4 separate regions of the Mus musculus genome follow, and regions 2, 3 and 4 are each linked to region 1. A link is a contact called in public Hi-C and promoter capture Hi-C data. All regions are on one chromosome and are shown on one strand. The core of a region is the stretch at or near the end of the contact, and the rest is flanking DNA. Distances in the headings are between cores, read along the strand shown.

Region 1 (2,604 bases), core at 78-2,577:
CTAACAATAAGCATGAGGGATTTTGTGTACTCCATTAAATGTAGAGAACTCGGGCTTTGTATTGGTTACAATGTAGCCTGGAATACAGCATCCCTGGAGGGCTGTATTATCTGAGCCTAACCAGAGACAGGCTGTGATTTATCTTGCACGCTGTCAGTCAGCCTACATTGTTTTTCTCATTAGCATCAATTACCCCAAGTAACACGGTTTTATCTCAGGTCCCAATCTTTGTTCCTGACTTTGAGACTCACTGTCCCACAAGTGCATGCGTACATACGTGAGTGTGTGTCTCCAAACATACTCACTAGCCGCAGGGTCCGTGATATTACGTCCTACCTAGCTGGGTGTCTGGGCTGCACTAACGCCATAGCACGTATTTCTTCTTCACATCTAAAGGAGAGCACTCTACTGACCTTGGATCACGTATAGGAAGATATAGTATGAACTTCGTGTCAGGGTGGCAAACATTTGCCACAGAACCAAAAGTTAGGAACTTCACAACCGCTCATCCTAAGAGTGCGATCTCAAGCTTCAGAAAAGAATCAAACTTTTCAAAGTTTCTTTGCCTGAGGCAAACCTTGAGCTATCCTCGTGGCCTGAGACCCTACACCCGCCGCACCCCTCGTCACTGTCACACCGCGTCTGCTCATACACAGGGCCAAAGGGTAGCTTCTGAACACTGAGAACTAGGCAAAGTTTCAGGGACAGAACAAAAGCGGTGGAAAACTTTCTCCCTGGAAACCCGGAACGCTGCGTGCGTGCAATTTCGGGAGGGCTTGCAGACACACCCTCTGCAGCCCCGCGGGGACCCCAGGGGAAGAGCCGCGAGCAGGGCTGGGGAGGAGGATGGAAGGTGAGTCCGGGGCGTGGGCCGTCCCCATCCCACCACGTCCCCGTCGAGTGGCTCCGGCCAAGGCGCTGCTGCACCTCACTGCAGTTCCAGCGTGGGAGCGCGCAAGCGAAGCGCCTGGTACCAACTCCAGGCTGCCCGGGAAGATCGGGCCGCGGCCGCACACAGGGGACCCCCGACGAGGGAAGCCCGGACCCGGTAGCCCCGAGACCGCGGCCGCCCCGCCCCGCCCCGCCCCGCGCGAGTCCCGGGACAGCGCGCACCCGGAGGCGCCGCAGCAACCTCGAGGGGCCACCGAGGACGCGGGCCTTCCGTCCGTCCCTCTCCCGGGGCCCGGCCTCGCCCTCCGCAGCTCTCCCCTGCCTCAGTCCCAACGGCCGCCTCGCACCCGCTCGCCGCTCACCTCCCCGGCCGCTGCCGCCGCCGCCGCCACCGCTGCCGCAGCTACCACCGGATCTCGCGAGACTTCGCTCCGCCCCCGTGCTTACCCTCCTCCCGTCTGAAGGCACGGAGCCCGTCCTGGAAGCTCCAGGTAGCGCCGAGCCGACTCCCGGAGGTTTACACCCTGCTTCCCTTCTCCCACCCGGCATCCGCCCTCGCCCCTGACCCGGAAAAGTTAAAACCCAGGTGCGAGGCCGCCCGCTCCCGCCGCGCTCTCACCTGGCTGCCCCGGGGCGCATGCGCAGCTGGGCTGCGGAGCTGGGAGCTCTTTGGTTGCTGCCTAAGCTCTGGCTGCTCCCAGTCAGATAGATGGTCAGTCAGTGCCGGCTACCCTAGCAAGCAAACAGCTCATGCTGCCTCACTAAGTGCATTCTTGCCGCCTCCCCATTCCAGAAGGAGGTTGCAGCGGACGAGCAGACCGGCCTGTGGAGTCGGTGCGTTTCTGATGCCACACCCGCACCTGTAGGAACCCCTCCTCTTGAGCCCTGCCTCACTCTCCACCCCTCTGTAGTTCTTCCGAGTGGAAGAAGTGACCCCAATAGGGGGTCTGTTGCAACCCATCTTAATGCAACTAGACAAGAGAACGCTTTTCACACTTTCTCCAACTCTGTAGAGCCCTAAAAGCAAAATATGTTCGAAAACAGTGGGAGAACCCAGGATAGAATGGTTCATGGACATAGAGCCAGGGCATTCGTGGAGTTAGGTCAGCTGTTCGGGGCCACAGGGGGTCGCATATCAGATTCTGTGTATCATTTACATTGATTCATAACAGCAAAATAACTTTATGGTTGGGGGATCACCACAACATGAGGAACTGTATTAAAGGGTCCCAGCATTAGGAAGGCTGAGAACCACTGCATTACGGTGTGACTTCTTCCCAAAAGAAAACTTAAGAGTAATTGCTTCTAAGGAAGAGAGGCTGGCATAGTGAGATGCACTAAAGTGGGTACCCATAACCTCGTGCCTTAGAGTTTTACTGCTGTAAACAGAAAATTGCCATGACCAAGGCAACTCTTATAAGGACATTTAATTGGGGCTGGCTTACGGGTTCAGAGGTTAAGTCCGTTATCATTAAGGCAGGAACATGGCAGCAACCAGGCAGATATGGTACAGAAAGAGTTGAGAGTTCTACAGCTTCATCTGAAGGCTGCTAGGAGAAGAATGGCTTCCAGGCAGCTAGGGTGAGAGCCTTAAAGCCCATGCCCACAGTGACACACCTACTCCAACAAGGCCACATCTTCTAATAGTGCCACTCCCTGGGCAGAGCATATACGAACCATCACACTTCCGAAGCCTGCAATAAAGAAAATACC
Region 2 (2,604 bases), core at 39-2,538, 500 kb before region 1:
GGCACACAGCTTTCAGAAGATACAGAGGGCAGGATTTGGCTCTGAGAGGTCACAGGTACCATAGATAAACTGTCAGGGATCACCAAGAGATGGCTCTGGCTTTCTTCTCGTTCCAGAGGGTAGATCTTAGAGGCCACACTGATCTTAGAGCGCCCCTGAGAGTGAGGGCCCAAAGGCACACAGCTTTCAGAAGATACAGAGGGCAGGATTTGGCTCTGAGAGGTCACAGGTACCATAGATAAACTGTCAGGGATCACCAAGAAGTGGCTCTGGCTTTCTTCTCGTTCCAGAGGGTAGATCTGAGTGGCCACACTGATCTTAGAGCGCCCCTGAGAGTGAGGGCCCAAAGGCACACAGCTTTCAGAAGATACAGAGGGCAGGATTTGGCTTTGAGAGGTCACGGGTACCATAGATAAACTGTCAGGGATCACCAAGAGGTGGCTCTGACTTTCTTCTCGTTCCAGAGGGTAGATCTGAGAGGCCACACTGATTTTAGAGTGCTCCTGAGAGTGAGAGTCCAAATACACATGGCTGTCAGAGGACATTGCCATCTGAGAATTGCTGTCAGACGCCAAAGGGTAGGTCTGCGAAGTCACTGAAAAGACAGGTTGACTCCTAGAAGTACAAATGGAAAGACCGGTGTGGACAATGCCCAGAGGCAGGCTCTTAGAGGTCTGGACTCTGCTAAACTGATTCAGAACAGCCTCAGGCTTCGCTGAACGGAACAACGCTCTGCCACCCGAGGTTCTGGCGTCGCAGTTCCTTTCTAGCTGCCCCGGGTCCGTAGAGCTGATGCTACTGATCCGCTGGACGACCCGCGGGTGGAGTCGCCGCCGCCGTCGCCGGCGAATCCGCTGAAAGGTGTCGGAGACGCTCCTAAGGGTCAGCGAGAAGCGACGGCTGCCGCTACGGTGCACCCCGCTCTCGCGGGGCGAAGTCCCCCTCAAGGGGTCTTCCGGGAGCGCCTCTATGTTGCCGGTGTACCAGGAGATCCACCACAGGAGACTGACGAAGATGATGATGGAACCCAAATAGAGCAGCATGTCGTAGAACAGCAAGTTGGCGAAGACGCCAGTGAACAGCACTGCCACACCCACCGCGTCGAAGGCGACGCCCAGCCAAAAAAAGTGACTGCAGCGACCCAAGGGCCCGGACTGCATCTCCGCCAAGTCTGTGTTCTTTTGCGGAAGCTCCGAGAGGCTCAACATCTTCCACGCAAACCCCGCCAGAGGACACCAGGCCCAGGGCGCTGCCACAGGCGGGCTTTAGACACTCTCCATGGCAACGCAAGGGGCGGGGCGGGAAGCGGCATTCTGCTCCACACCAGGAAACTGGAGCGGGCCAAGGGAGCTGCGCGTGCGCACGACGACCTGCTGAACCTTCTGCGTTTGCGCCCAGTGCTAGCCCGGGCAGCTTTTCTCAGTCTGGGATCCTTAGGTGTATCAAGAAGTAGAATTTATGGGTAGGGGAGTGGGGGTGGGTGGGTATGGGGGACTTTTGGTATAGCATTGGAAATGTAAATGAGCTAAATACCTAATAAAAAATGGAAAAAAAAAAAAAAAAGAAGTAGAATTTATGACAATGAAACTAGCGGTACCTGGGGCGAGAATCTTCTTGGCCTCAGGTGCAGTTAGCATCTAGTGTTGTTAGGTCTGTACTCCCATCTTCTCTGGTGACTGTTGATAAACTTGCCCAAGGACCTAATAGACCCCATCGCGTGTCCGTCCGTCCGTCCCCCCCCCCACCCCACCCCCCCACCCCCCCACCCCCCCCACCCCCGCCAACCAACCATGTATTGTAGAGGCTGGGAGGGAGAGGGTAGGATGAAAGGAGAAAAAGGTTGACCTTTATGTGTGTGTTTGATGGATTTTAAAACATTTGGTACATTTTAAATAGATTTAGGCCTGTAGTTCAGGCCACATTTACTTAGGCCTATAGGCACACGCCACTATACTTGGAGAAAACTACTCTTAAGCATTTTCAAACGTATAGATAGAAAATTATAAAGGAATAAAGAATGATAGGTTGTCCCTACTTGGCCTGAGCATTCAAGCAATACAAATTGGAATCAGAGGGTTATTAAAGTGTTTTTTTTAAAAGATTTATTTATTTATTATATACACTGTTGCTGTCTTCCGACATTCCAGAAGAGGGTGTCAGATCTTGTTACATATGGTTTGTGAGCCACCATGTGGTTGCTGGGATTTGAACTCAGGACCTTTGGAAAAGCAGTCAGTGCTCTTAACCGCTGAGCCATCTCACCAGCCCCTATTAAAATGTTTTTAAAAAGGTCAGACATGATAGTGCAGGACTTTAGTCCTAGCACTCAACAAGCAGAAGCAAGCAGATCTCTGAGTTGGAAGTCAGCCTGTCCTAACTTGAGAATTCCAGGCCAACCAGGACTATACTGTGAGACCCTGTGTCAAAATGAATGGATGAAAATAAAAAGACCTGAAGGTGTGTCCAGGAAGTTGGAAGTGGATATAATCAAGAAATCTATGTATAAAATTGTCAAAGAATAAAAAGTTAATAAAGTATAAAGATAATTAGAGAAAACAATATGGCAAATGTTCATAATTATAGAATATAGATGAAATAAGTATA
Region 3 (2,604 bases), core at 47-2,546, 420 kb before region 1:
TTATCAAGCCATACTAATATTATCGCTAAAGGATTGTGGGATTAGATGTCAAACTTCGACCAGGTAAAAAGTTTGCTGACTGATAATAATAGCATTACTAACTGTCACATTTTACTGAATGCTGTTAACAGTGTGGTTAGCATTTATACTGCCAGAGAGAAAGGGGGAAAAGGGTGTGTGTGTGTGTGTGTGTGTGTGAACAGCCTGGACAGAGTACAGCTTTCCCATCAGGTTTATGGACGATATTCCCTGGCATATACCGTGCACTTTGGTCGGGACACATCCAGGCTGTTTATAAAAGAGCACTGACAAAAGTAAATAAAACTTCATCAGCACGTGCAGTCCGTACCTAAAGGTGAAAGGAAAACTCCTTCGCATTGGCCTCTCCTGGTGTGACGTTGGGGCCACTCCAAGGGCGGGCCAATGGGCTTCCGTGGGGAGGACCCAATGGCTCCCACTTTCTCTTCTCAACCAAAGTTAGGGGTTTGCCCCTTGCCCAGTTAAAGGTCCCCAGTTAGACACAGCGTCTCTCTTCTAAAACACACACACACACACACGCTCTCATCAGCACACGATTTTTGAGTCGTGTGTATGGGAATGAGAAGAGCTAAGTTCTAGGTCAGCCTCGGTGTCACTTTGGAGTCTGATGTTCCGTTATCCTCACTTCCCATTATGAAACCCTCTGCCTTGGGACAGGAAGGTGCCTCGGATTTAGCCGACGTGGCGGGCGCCCATAGCCCGCAAGTAAGTGGAAACAAGACCCATCTCTGTCACCACCCCAGGGTCGAGTGGCTCTGACCCAGACCCCGACGCGGGGGAGGACTAGAGACCTGCAGTGGCGTGGGTCTTCGCCTCGTAAGGGAAGGGGCTACGGTCCGCAGCCCTGCTGGGACGCGTCCAGGCCGGGGTGAGGAGGCCCCAGAGCCTGGACCCACCCCGCCAGCGCAGCTCCGGGAGCGGGTTCAGTCCCCGCCAGCGCAGCTCCGGGAGCGGGTTCAGTTCCGTCTCCCGCGCCGCACTCTCAAGCCAAGCGCCCTGCCGGACCATTACCACCCCACACCGTGCCGAAGCTCACCTCGCCACTAGTCCTGGTACCCACTCTGTCACCGCCACCTGCCAGGACCCCGCGGAAGTAGAGGACAAGGCTTCGCTTCCGGAAATAACCTGGGCCTAGGGGCCGACTACGATCAGCTCCCGCAACCATAGAGGAGAGACCTCTTTATGCTCTCAACCCCGTGCGACCTCCGGCTGCCTAGAGCGGCTGCTCTAGGGGCATGCGGGCGCATGCGCACCAACGCGACCCGCCCCTTCCTTTTCGTCCGAGCCAAGCACAGAAGTCACCGCCCCAGGTCTGGAGGTTCCAGCTGGATTGCGTTCCCGTATTTAGCTAGCTTTATTCAGCCATCAAAGTCTCCCACAGTGCCCGAATGCATCGTAATAGATCTTAACTTCACATTTATGAAGAAAACCACAGAAGCAGTCCTTAAAGTTTTATTTATAGAGTCGGAATTTGGGGTAAAATGGCGTTATCACATTTACTCCGCAGCTACCCACCTTGATCTAGATCTGTTGAGAACTCAATGGTACTATGTTTTCAATCTATGACGTTGTGAGACCATGCTTGGCAGGATGATCTTTGTGAGTTCGAAGCCAGTCTAGTCTACGGAGTGAATTCCAAGACAGTCAAAGCTACATAGTGAAACTTAACCAAAGAAAGAAAAAGTTCCTGTTTCTCAGTTCTGATTTAATAAACTGTTTGCAACCCCATTCACATGTACGTGCCCTCGTTCCTTCCCTTTCATTGTATCTTTATAAAAACGTGTTAATAGCCAACTCGGGTTTTGTTTGTTTGTTTGTTTGTTTGTTTGTTTTCGAGACAGGGTTTCTCTGTATAGCCCTGGCTGTCCTGGAACTCACTTTGTAGACCAGGCTGGCCTCAAACTCAGAAATCCACTTGCCTCTGCCTCCCAAGTGCTGGGATTAAAGGCATGCGCCACCAGACCCGGCAATAGCCAACTCTTTAAACAACTCTTTAAACTCTTATCTCCTATAAGCCAGCAGAGGCTGCTCTCTCAAAACCCGATTTAGGAGGAGACAGTCAGTTAGCCTAGGTGTACCCCCCAAATACAGCTTGCTTTAATTGGACAATCATTGATTTGATCTTTCAAAATTTTAACATCTCTACGTTGTTGGAGATGGGGCTGGGAATGAAGCTCAGTTGGTACACTGCTTGACTAACATACCAAGCTGTGCTGAGTTCGATCCCAGTAGCATATAAACGAACTGGGCTCGGTGGCACACCTGTAATCCCCAAACGAGGCAAGGAGTAGGCAAGAGGATTCGAAGTTGAAGGCTGTCAGGCATGGTAGCGCTTTAACCCCAGAATTCAGGAAGCAGAGGCAGGATCTCTGTGAGTTCGAAGCCAGCCTGGCCTACAAAGTGAGTCCTCTTAAGACTGCCAGGGCACTGTTGTACAGAGAAGCTCTGTCTTGAAAAAGAAAAAAAAGTTTAAGACTATGGAGACTTAGCTATGGAATGAGTTTGAGATCAGCCACCTCTAAAGGAATAAATGAGAGTGTTCTTTTCAAGTTGGTAAAGAGTAAA
Region 4 (2,604 bases), core at 68-2,567, 260 kb before region 1:
TGAGTGAGCCTGCAGCCACCATGCACGTCAGCATATTAATTAGGCACCATGGTTAGCCATTTGTCCTGAGTTTCTTTAGGACCTAACAGGTTTTGTATTTATATATTGAGAAGGGTCTTGTTATGTAGCCCAGGCTAGAAGTGAGTTCAAAGGCTCCTAACACAAGGAAATGATGAATGCTTATGCTCCCTACCCAACTCTGATGAAGGCCAACACTGTATACATTCGTAGAAAAACTCATCACACTGTTCTGATAAGCATATATAATTAAAGTCAGCCAAATGTGTCAGCACACGCTTGTTATCTCTGCATTGGAGGGAGGAGGCAGGAGGATCAGCAGCACCCTGGGTTATATGGTGGGACTCTGTGTCAAAAACAAATAAACAAGGGGCTGGGGAAATGGCTCAGATGTAAAGTACTTGCCACACAAGCAATAGGATCCGAGTTCAATCCCCAGCATCCACAGAGAAGCCGGTAATCCAAGAGCCGAGGAAGTAGACCCAGGCAATCCTCGCTGGCCGGCTTGTAAGTCTAGGCAATTGGTGAGTCGAGTTCAGCAAGAGACGCTTGATGAAGACACCTGACAGCGATCTCTGGCTTCCACACTCATACAAGCATACACACATTTCTCCACAATTCCCACAGCACCCCACGCCTCAAATCAGTTAAAGATGTTAAGGACAATCGTGGAGAAGGCAGGACAGAGCAGAATGATAACACGATTCACTAAGACCTCCACCACTGAGGCAGAGGCAGGGCCAGCGTCTTTGAAGCTGCTTATTCTTAGGGTGTGGCCCAGATCCCGACACATCAGTGTCACCTGAGAACTACTCAGAAAGGCACATTCTTGGGCCCCACTCCAGGTCGACTGACTCACAGCTCCAGGGATGCAGCCCAGCAGTCTGCAGACACAGCCTCCTGGGGATTCTGGTGCCCACAAGAGCTTGGAAGTCCCTGAAAGTCCCACAGTTGTTCAGGGTCAAATCTGTGTCTAAGTCTTGTTGACATCAGGAGTCTGCACTCTGAAATGGACAGTGCCTTAGGTTTGAACAAGCTGGGCCACGTGGAAAATGAGTCTTTCACGTACAGGAGTCCAACTCTAAGACGCTCTTGTCACTCACACTGAGAGCCTCATTGATGTGACAGGAGCTGTATTGTCATTATTACTACCGTCCCCAAAAGGAGAAAGGAAAGCTAACAGCAGTTTACAGCATCACTCAGTCGCTGTCTGACAAGAAGTCTGGAAGACACCGAGTTACTTAGGCGATGGGAGAACTTTTCGGATTGCTGCATTTGTTGTTGTTCTGGAACCTTCTAAAGCTCACTCTGAGTACCTCCAGAACTAGCTTTCTCCCTGACAAACTAAAGGAAGTTTTGGCCCCTTGACGTCTTTGTGAGGTTGGCAATCCCCCTGGTCAACCAGAGAACCAACAGGTTTGTTGTTTTTTTACTCCATCTGTTTTGATTCAACTATAAGGGATAGTTTCTAGAACATTCAGACTTCAGGCATCTCTTTGTAAAGTGTCTCAGTTGAATGTCATCTTGCCTATGATCCTTGTGTAAAGAACTTCCAACTCCTGGTTTCAATGACAGGTGGGCCTCAGCCATTTAGAAGGGCCAGGGATTGGAAGGGACCAGGGGCACGGGAGGGGGTTCTGGGACTCTATTTTACTCATGGTTGGGACTACAGTTTAGGATCTAGACTGGCACACTGGAGCTAAGCTTAGCTTCCCCGGATAGTGAAAGCTGTACCAGAGGCCAGGGCTGAGGGTGAAATGAGGCTCCTGCCCAGCCGGGCGCCCTGGGGAGAGCCTCCTATCTGGAACAGAAAATACTCCAAATATTTCCTTTTGGGAATGGGGAGGATAAACCAGATGAAATGTGAAGAGGTGTCTGAAGGCTGGAGGAAACTAGCAGGCCCTTCCAGAACTTCTATTTGCGGTGAGAAACCTTGGCATGGGGCAGCCAGCTCTACTGCAAAAATAGACCAGTGTGCCGAGAAACAGCTCAATTCTGGAAGCAAACGTTCCTCTGCAGGAAAGAGCTTCTCTCCCTCTGCTTCATTCTGCTCTGTACCACAAAGAAGAAGGAGAAAGATAAGCATTTGCTTGTATGCAATGTGTGTGTTTGTGTTTGTGTGCGTGTGCGTGTGTGTGTGTGTGTGTGTGTGCACATGACCATACGCACGTGGTCAACCTTGGGTGTAAATTTCCTTGGGTGCTACCTACAGATTTTTGGTTTTCGTTTGATTGTTTCTGAGACAGGGTCTCCTACTGAGACCTGGTGCTCACCAGGTTGGGTAGGCTGGCCAAGGAGCTTCTGAGATCCTTCTGTCACACCCAGTGTTGGGGTCACACCCTGATTTTTGCATGGGCTTGGGGGATCAAGCTTAGGTCCTCATGCTCGAATGGCAAATGCTTTACTTCCTGGGGCATCTCCTCAGTGCCCAGAGAAGCATTTTAAGAAAAACTGGAGTGTCTATGCAGAGTCATGGCTTCTCTATCAGAACCAAAGCCATTAAAAGAGACATGGGGCAAAAAGATTTGAGATCACTGCCTGGACATCCCGAGTCTCACAATCCACCAGCTGCTATGACACAGTGGA

Evidence for each region. Promoter capture Hi-C pulls out the DNA fragments that hold promoters and counts their contacts. Hi-C and Micro-C count contacts between places; a contact is called where the count stands out from the background.
Region 2: a promoter capture Hi-C map of pre-B cells shows a contact between it and region 1, with 2.1 times the contacts expected there. The contact joins the promoter of A930007A09Rik here to the promoter of Mrtfb in region 1. A contact is called at or near these places in 3 of 39 promoter capture datasets (the 3T3-L1 cell line, cranial neural crest and pre-B cells) and 1 of 115 datasets of contacts at active chromatin or transcription factors (pancreatic cancer cells).
Region 3: a contact with region 1 is called in a Hi-C map of double positive thymocytes, with 4 times the contacts expected there. The contact joins the promoter of Bfar here to the promoter of Mrtfb in region 1. A contact is called at or near these places in 6 of 484 Hi-C or Micro-C datasets (LSK cells, double positive thymocytes, embryonic stem cells and 2 more) and 2 of 115 datasets of contacts at active chromatin or transcription factors (memory CD8 T cells and pancreatic cancer cells).
Region 4: a contact with region 1 is called in a promoter capture Hi-C map of embryonic stem cells, with 3 times the contacts expected there. The contact joins the promoter of 2310015D24Rik here to the promoter of Mrtfb in region 1. A contact is called at or near these places in 5 of 39 promoter capture datasets (the 3T3-L1 cell line, the SN4741 cell line, embryonic stem cells and 2 more), 1 of 115 datasets of contacts at active chromatin or transcription factors (pancreatic cancer cells) and 1 of 9 other capture datasets (embryonic stem cells).

The regions. Positions count from the first base shown.
Region 1 is chr16:13,255,204-13,257,807 of GRCm38.p6, reverse strand. Mrtfb (myocardin related transcription factor B) reads right to left here and starts at 1,327. Exons shown (of 17, transcript NM_001122667.2): 1 at 1,254-1,327.
Region 2 is chr16:13,753,248-13,755,851 of GRCm38.p6, reverse strand. It overlaps A930007A09Rik (RIKEN cDNA A930007A09 gene), which reads right to left and starts at 1,288. Exons shown (of 1, transcript NM_001357954.1): 1 at 1-1,288. The coding sequence starts at 1,208.
Region 3 is chr16:13,670,550-13,673,153 of GRCm38.p6, reverse strand. It overlaps Bfar (bifunctional apoptosis regulator), which reads right to left and starts at 1,296. Exons shown (of 8, transcript NM_025976.5): 1 at 1,076-1,296.
Region 4 is chr16:13,519,820-13,522,423 of GRCm38.p6, reverse strand. It overlaps 2310015D24Rik (RIKEN cDNA 2310015D24 gene), which reads left to right and starts at 1,317. Exons shown (of 4, transcript NR_160674.1): 1 at 1,317-1,434.